Regions from separate parts of the Oryctolagus cuniculus genome. Here region 1 is linked to region 2. A link is a contact called in public Hi-C data. All regions are on one chromosome and are shown on one strand. Each heading gives the region's core, a stretch centred on a gene start, on an enhancer-like site or on the middle of the called end of the contact. The rest is flanking DNA. Distances are from core to core; before and after follow the strand shown.

Region 1 (3,022 bases), core at 76-2,575, 200 kb before region 2:
TAGTACTCATTGTGTTGATGATACATCATACATTGTTTTCATTTGAGTTTCTTTTAGGAAGTATAAGAATATAAGTTAAAAGGGAACAACAGGGGCCGGCACCATGGCTCACTTGGTTAATCCTCTGCCTGCGGCACCGGCATCCCATATGGGCACTGGGTTCTAGTCCTAGTTGCTCCTCTTCGAGTCCAGCTCTCTGCTGTGGCCCGGGAAGGCAGTGGACCAGGAGGATGGCCCAGGTGCTTGGGCCTCGGCACCCGCATGGGAGACCAGGAAGAAACGCCTGGCTCCTGGCTTCGGATCAGTGTAGCTTCAGCCGTAGTGTGGCCATTTGGTGAACCAACAGAAGGAAGACCTTTCTCTCTGTCTCTCTCTCTCACTAACTCTGCCTAATAAATAAAAATAAAAAAATTTAAAATTTTTTTTAAAAAAGGGAACAACAGTAAAGAATAAAATAATCAAGACAAGATCAAGAAAATCCTTATCCTATAAGGTCAAAGTTGCTACCATATGGAATCTAAGATAATATAAGTATAAAACATGTCATTCTGTACTAATAAGAATTTTTTTTTTTGACAGGCAGGGTGGATAGTGAGAGAGAGAGACAGAGAGAAAGGTCTTTCTTTGCCGTTGGTTCACCCTCCAATGGCCGCCGCGGCCGGCGCGCTGCGGCCGGCGCACCGCACTGATCCGATGGCAGGAGCCAGGAGCCAGGTGCTTTTCCTGGTCTCCCATGGGGTGCAGGGCCCAAGCACCTGGGCCATCCTCCACTGCACTCCCTGGCCACAGCAGAGAGCTGGCCTGGAAGAGGGGCAACTGGGACAGAATCCGGCGCCCCGACCGGGACTAGAACCCGGTGTGCCGGCACCGCTAGGCGGAGGATTAGCCTAGTGAGCTGCGGCGCCGGCCCAAGAAATTTTTTAAAAAATCTATAAACTATTACATAAAGTTTTCTTAACAATGAAAGTATTTATTTATAATTATTGAGAGTTCTTTTGGACTTAATTATACACAGAATTTATTGTACATCATTTTTGTGCAAACACCAAAAGGAAAACATAAAGCATATAAATTATTTGTTTTTACTTGCAATTTTTTTTCATATTCAAGGCTAACCTTTACTTTCAGTCTCAGATATCACCAATGCACATGTTTTCATTTTTTTTTCCGTAAAATACTATTCTCTGTTCCATCAATGGCACTGGTGATGCAACATGTCAAATAATCTGCCAAAGAACCAAGCCATCGGCACAAGGCTCTGCACTGACTTGCAGTTATGTAAAACTGGATGGCACACTTTTGACTCCCACTTCTAAAGTGTCATGTTTGCAGCTTGTCTTGTGTGACTCACCCACCTCCCATACATCCTCTCCACAACCATTTTGTTCCTACAGTATGAATGCTCTATTGAGAAATTATGATGATAGAAAGGGCATTTAAATAAGCACAAAATTTCTTCCTGCTTGGTACATCTTAATCACCAAAGGAGAAAATTGGTGACTACAACAGAGGAACCTGGTGATGTCACCTGAACTCCACAAAGTTACTGTCAGTAATAAAACAAAATAGCATCAGATAACTCCTAAAATTTTACACTGAAAATGGATATCTGAGATTTTCCATCCCACAGCCAAAAAAAAGTATAACCTTAATCTAATCATGAAGAAACAGCAGAAATGGCTCAAATTAAGGCACATCTTACAAAGTAACTAGTCTGTAATCTTCAAATTGAAGAATAGTTCATGTTAAAGAAAACTAAAGAGACAAGACACTTAAATACAACATATAACCCTGGTTTGGATTTTGACCATAATTATTTCTTTTGCTTTATTTAAGAGCATTAGAGGGACAGTTGACAAAACTGGAATGTCTTCAGATTGGAATATTTTATCAATACTTGACTTACATTGAGAGCTGTGCAGTAGAAATGGAAGAGCTCACCTCATGTTTACAATATAAACATTGAAGTATTATTTTGAAGAAACAGGCATCATGTCTGTAACACTCAAATTTTACAGAAATGACAGATGATAGATAGCTTGTAGATATAAAGATAGAGATAAAGAATGATAAAGCACATATCATAAAATGCTAACTTTGTGGAATCCAAGTCAAGCTTACATGGGAATTCTTCATATTACTATTTCTAAGCATCTGAAATTAATTCAAAACAAAATTGTTTTTAACAGACCTCTACTATTTTCTGTGACATTTTCTTTCTGTTCTGCAAGTTTTGCTGATGGTGCTTTCAGGTTCTCAAAGGAGTCGGTGATGCCCCTACCACTCCTTTGCCATCTAACCCACAGAATTATAAGGTTATATCAATTCTGAGCTGCATTCCACTTCCATACATGTTACAGTAGTGAAATGGGCCTCTTAGTGTCACGAATATATGTTAGAAGAGCCGCATTTGGAAACTACATTATTAAAGCAAATGCTGATTCTACCTATTAGTGTCTATATTAATTTCCTATACTGCTGTAACAAATTGATTTAAACATACTGGCTTACAACACAAATTTCTTGTCCTACCGTTCTAGATCATTAGCTCAAGATAGACCAGAAGAAAATCTTTCTCCTTAATTCTCTAGCTTCTAGAAGCTGCCTGTATTCCTCGACTCTCAGTCCCTTTCCATTATTTTGTGCCCATAATGCTTCTAATTACTAAATATACATATGGCTCAGCTATTATGTGCTTTTCTTTGACTTCTCAATCTCTTAGTTAATTAAATGTTACTGTGAAAACACATGATCATGTAATAAAAGGAAATTATCGCTACAGATCATAAAAAATCAATAATAAAAATATTAGAAAAACCTGATCTCTCAATGAAGATAACCGATATTTTGGCAGAAATAATTCTTAATTATTACGGTAGCTCTGTTTAAATTGTAAGTCTCTGTTACATTTATTGATATTGCTGTTGATTTTTCTGGGGCAATAGGGAAGCATGTTATCAAGAAATAATAATTAAATTTTTATTTTTTAAAGGTTTATATTATTTGAAAGACAGCATGCTGC
Region 2 (2,990 bases), core at 54-2,553:
ACAAAAGGCCTCAGTGTTGGTTGAAAACCAAGTTCTCAAAGCAGGTAAAGGTCCTGTTTACTCCTTGCAGAAAGCTGAGGAGCGAGGGTTTTCAGATTATAAATGACAGAGGTGCCCTTGTATAGCCCAGAACAATGGCGATAAAGCTCTACTTCTTAGGGGCCTGGACGATGAAGATGGTGGAACCACAGTACTGAAAACGAACAAAAAGGGAAGCTTCGGCTTTGACGCACAGAATTACCTCAATCCTTGACAGAAAACCAGACTCTTCATTTTTCAAAAAGCGCTCCCTTTTAGCAGCGTCTAACCTTTCATTATCTGTGGCACGTCAAAGTGAAGCAGTACAAAGGATGTATGTGTTTTCGAAATGCCCCAATTGAGCCAACTGCAGTTGCCCGCGTATGTAGTATGGAGGCGTGACCAAAAAAAAAAAAAAAAAAAAAGCCTCTAGGCTCTAGGGAGCACAGGGCTCCATCTGCATCCACAAAAATAAATAATAATAATAAAATCTAGAGAAAGAGTTTTACCAAGATAAGTTCCTCCCCACGTAAAAGTGCCGCCGGCGACGAGAACTGATCCGAGTCTAGGGCCGTGGCATGCTAGGTGTTGAGTCACCGGCTACAGCGGTTGTGCGACATAAATATTATCTGATGACGGAGATTCAAGGGGTGCAGGTGCCAAGGTAAACCGCCGGCAAGGATGGCCGTGGTTGTGACCGAAGGCAGAAGCAGGGTCGGGGCTGAGACGCCAGTGCGGCCGCGAGAGCCCGCATGTGAAGTTTGGGGCAAACTTCAAGGCGCCCCATGTGACATGCGTGCTCGCGCGCCTAGGTGGCTTTAATCAGGAGAAACAGGGTTTTCGGCCAGACTCCTCCCAGCCGATAGCCCGGAGGAATCTCCTACAGCTCCTGCCCCTCCTCTACTCCAGGCTCCAGGCGAGCCCCGTTTCCCCCAACCCCGACCCGCCCCCGCCCCCGGGATGCTCCGGCAGCGACGCTTCGCCATTCATCAACCGGTTCGCACCGGCAGCGGCCGCCGGGAGGTGACGTCCGCGAGCGAGGTTGGAGGGGGGGAGGCGGAGGTGGGCGGGCCTCCGCCCCCGCTCGTCCGCGCTGGGCCTGGAGTCCCCGGCTGCGATTGGTGGCCGGGGATGCTGACGTCACGCAGGCTATATAAAGCGGGGCTTGTGACGCAGGGGCGCCTCGGCGCGCGTATTGGCTCCTTCGGCTGCGGGCCGGCTCGGCGACGAGCTCTCCTCCGAGCCGCTCACTGCATGGTAGAGTGTGGTGCCCCCGCCGCCGCCTGCATCGCTGCCGCCGCCCCACGACGACCACCTCCGCCCCCTGCCCTGCATCCGCCGCTGCCGCCTGTGTCGCCGCCGCCTCGGGACCGGCTGTATGATTAGGCCACAATCTTCAATGAGTAAACATATTCCTGTGAGTAGCCGTGCTGCCGCCGCTTTTCGAGCTGGGAATCCGCGACCCCCCCCCCCCCCATCCCCACACACACGCACGCACACCCGGTCTCCGCCGCCGCCTTTGTTCGGAGCCCGGCCTCTGCTCCCCGCCACCCTGGACCGCGGTTCCGGTGGGTCCCGGCGGCAGCGGGCGGGCCGTGGCCGGCGGTGGGGAGGCAGACGCCGGCGGCGGCGGCGGTTGGTCGCCGGAGGCACCGGCTTCCACGTCCCTACCGAGTCCCGGGCGGTGTGGCCGGGCCTGCGCGGCAGGCGGGGGCGGTTTCGGCCGCCGCAGCGGGCCGGGCGGGGCGGCACAAAAGCCGCTTTGTGACCGCCGCCCCCGCCCTTGGGCCCTCGGGTCCGGCGCACCCCGTCCGGGTCCGGCGGGCTGCGTGGCGTCCCGGGGGTCCCTTTGTTCGGCCAAAGGGAGAGGGGCCGCACTGGGGAGCGGGAGACGTGGCCCGGGGTGGGGCGAGGGCTGCGCGTGTCACTGCGGAGTCGGATCCGGGGAGGGCGCGGTGACGGCGGGGTCGCCACTAGATCCGGGCCGGCGTTGGGTAGGCGGGGCGGCCCCGCGCGGCTCGTTAACGGTCTCGGCCCGGAGCTCTCGGAGCTCGGGGCCGTCGCGGGACGGGAACCTAGTGCCACCACCCCCTGCGCTCCGCAGCCGGCTCCGGGGCCTCAGACAAAATGGCCTCGGCGCCCGCGCCTGACTGAAGGCGCGGCGCGAACCCGTGATTGCGGCGCGGACAGGGGGCGCCGCGGGCGGGCCCGGGCGCACGCTGCCGCGTGAGCCATCCGGGGGCATCCCGCGAGCTGCCGCCCTGCCCCGGCCGGAGCGGGACTCCGCCAGGTGAGGTCCGCGGCGCCCCGCCCCGCTCCGCTCTCGTCCCGCAGTCTCCACCTGGTAATGCGAGCCGTTCCGGGCGGAACGCCCCACCCCGGGCTCTGGAGAATGGGAACAAGTCGAGGCTTGTCCCTTGTCTGGGCCGGTCGCGAGGGGTGGGCTGTGTGTGAGCGCCTTGGAGACTGCCAGGGCCACGGGGACACCGAAGCGGAGTCCCCGCCCGGGCACCAGCGTGCAGTTTCCCTGCCAATGTTGGAAGGGTCCTGGAAGGCGCCTTGTAAAATCGGGTACTATTTAGAGCCGCTGTTGAAATCCTCGGTGTAATGTGTTGTTGCCTCCTGTTGGCTGTGGCAACGGTAACCTACCGGAGCCAGAATTCTGAGGACTATCTTCTGTTCGTGGAACACTGTACCATTCCAAGAGTATTAAGTTGTTATTTACACGGTAGTTGGAACCCTCGGCCTGCTTGAGATCCAGAATCAGAGGCAATAATTACTTCCTAAGACGCGTTTTTATAGGAATGTTGATGACAGTAAATCAGCTGAAAACCAGAAAGGTAGATCATTCCCAAGAGCAAGCAACATTATACACATGCTTTATTAAAGGTATTAGTGAGGCTGCAGTTAGTGTGTGGAACACCAAAAAATGGTTGGTTATACAAATTAGATTAATTGACTTGACACTGCAA

Evidence for each region. Hi-C and Micro-C count contacts between places; a contact is called where the count stands out from the background.
Region 1: a Hi-C map of psoas muscle shows a contact between it and region 2, with 2.6 times the contacts expected there. The contact joins the enhancer-like site here to the promoter of LOC138843200 in region 2. A contact is called at or near these places in 4 of 6 Hi-C or Micro-C datasets (embryonic fibroblasts, psoas muscle, skin fibroblasts and 1 more).

Annotation. Positions count from the first base shown.
Region 1 is chr5:109,355,079-109,358,100 of mOryCun1.1, reverse strand. No RefSeq gene overlaps it. Among named protein-coding and RNA genes, the nearest start is that of LGSN, 38 kb to the left of the region's middle. Within about 2 kb of position 1,325, at least 2 of the 8 cell types and tissues checked have an H3K27ac peak or open chromatin away from gene starts, as enhancers often do.
Region 2 is chr5:109,157,463-109,160,452 of mOryCun1.1, reverse strand. LOC138843200 reads left to right here and starts at 1,303. Exons shown (of 2, transcript XM_070074656.1): 1 at 1,303-1,435. The coding sequence starts at 1,397.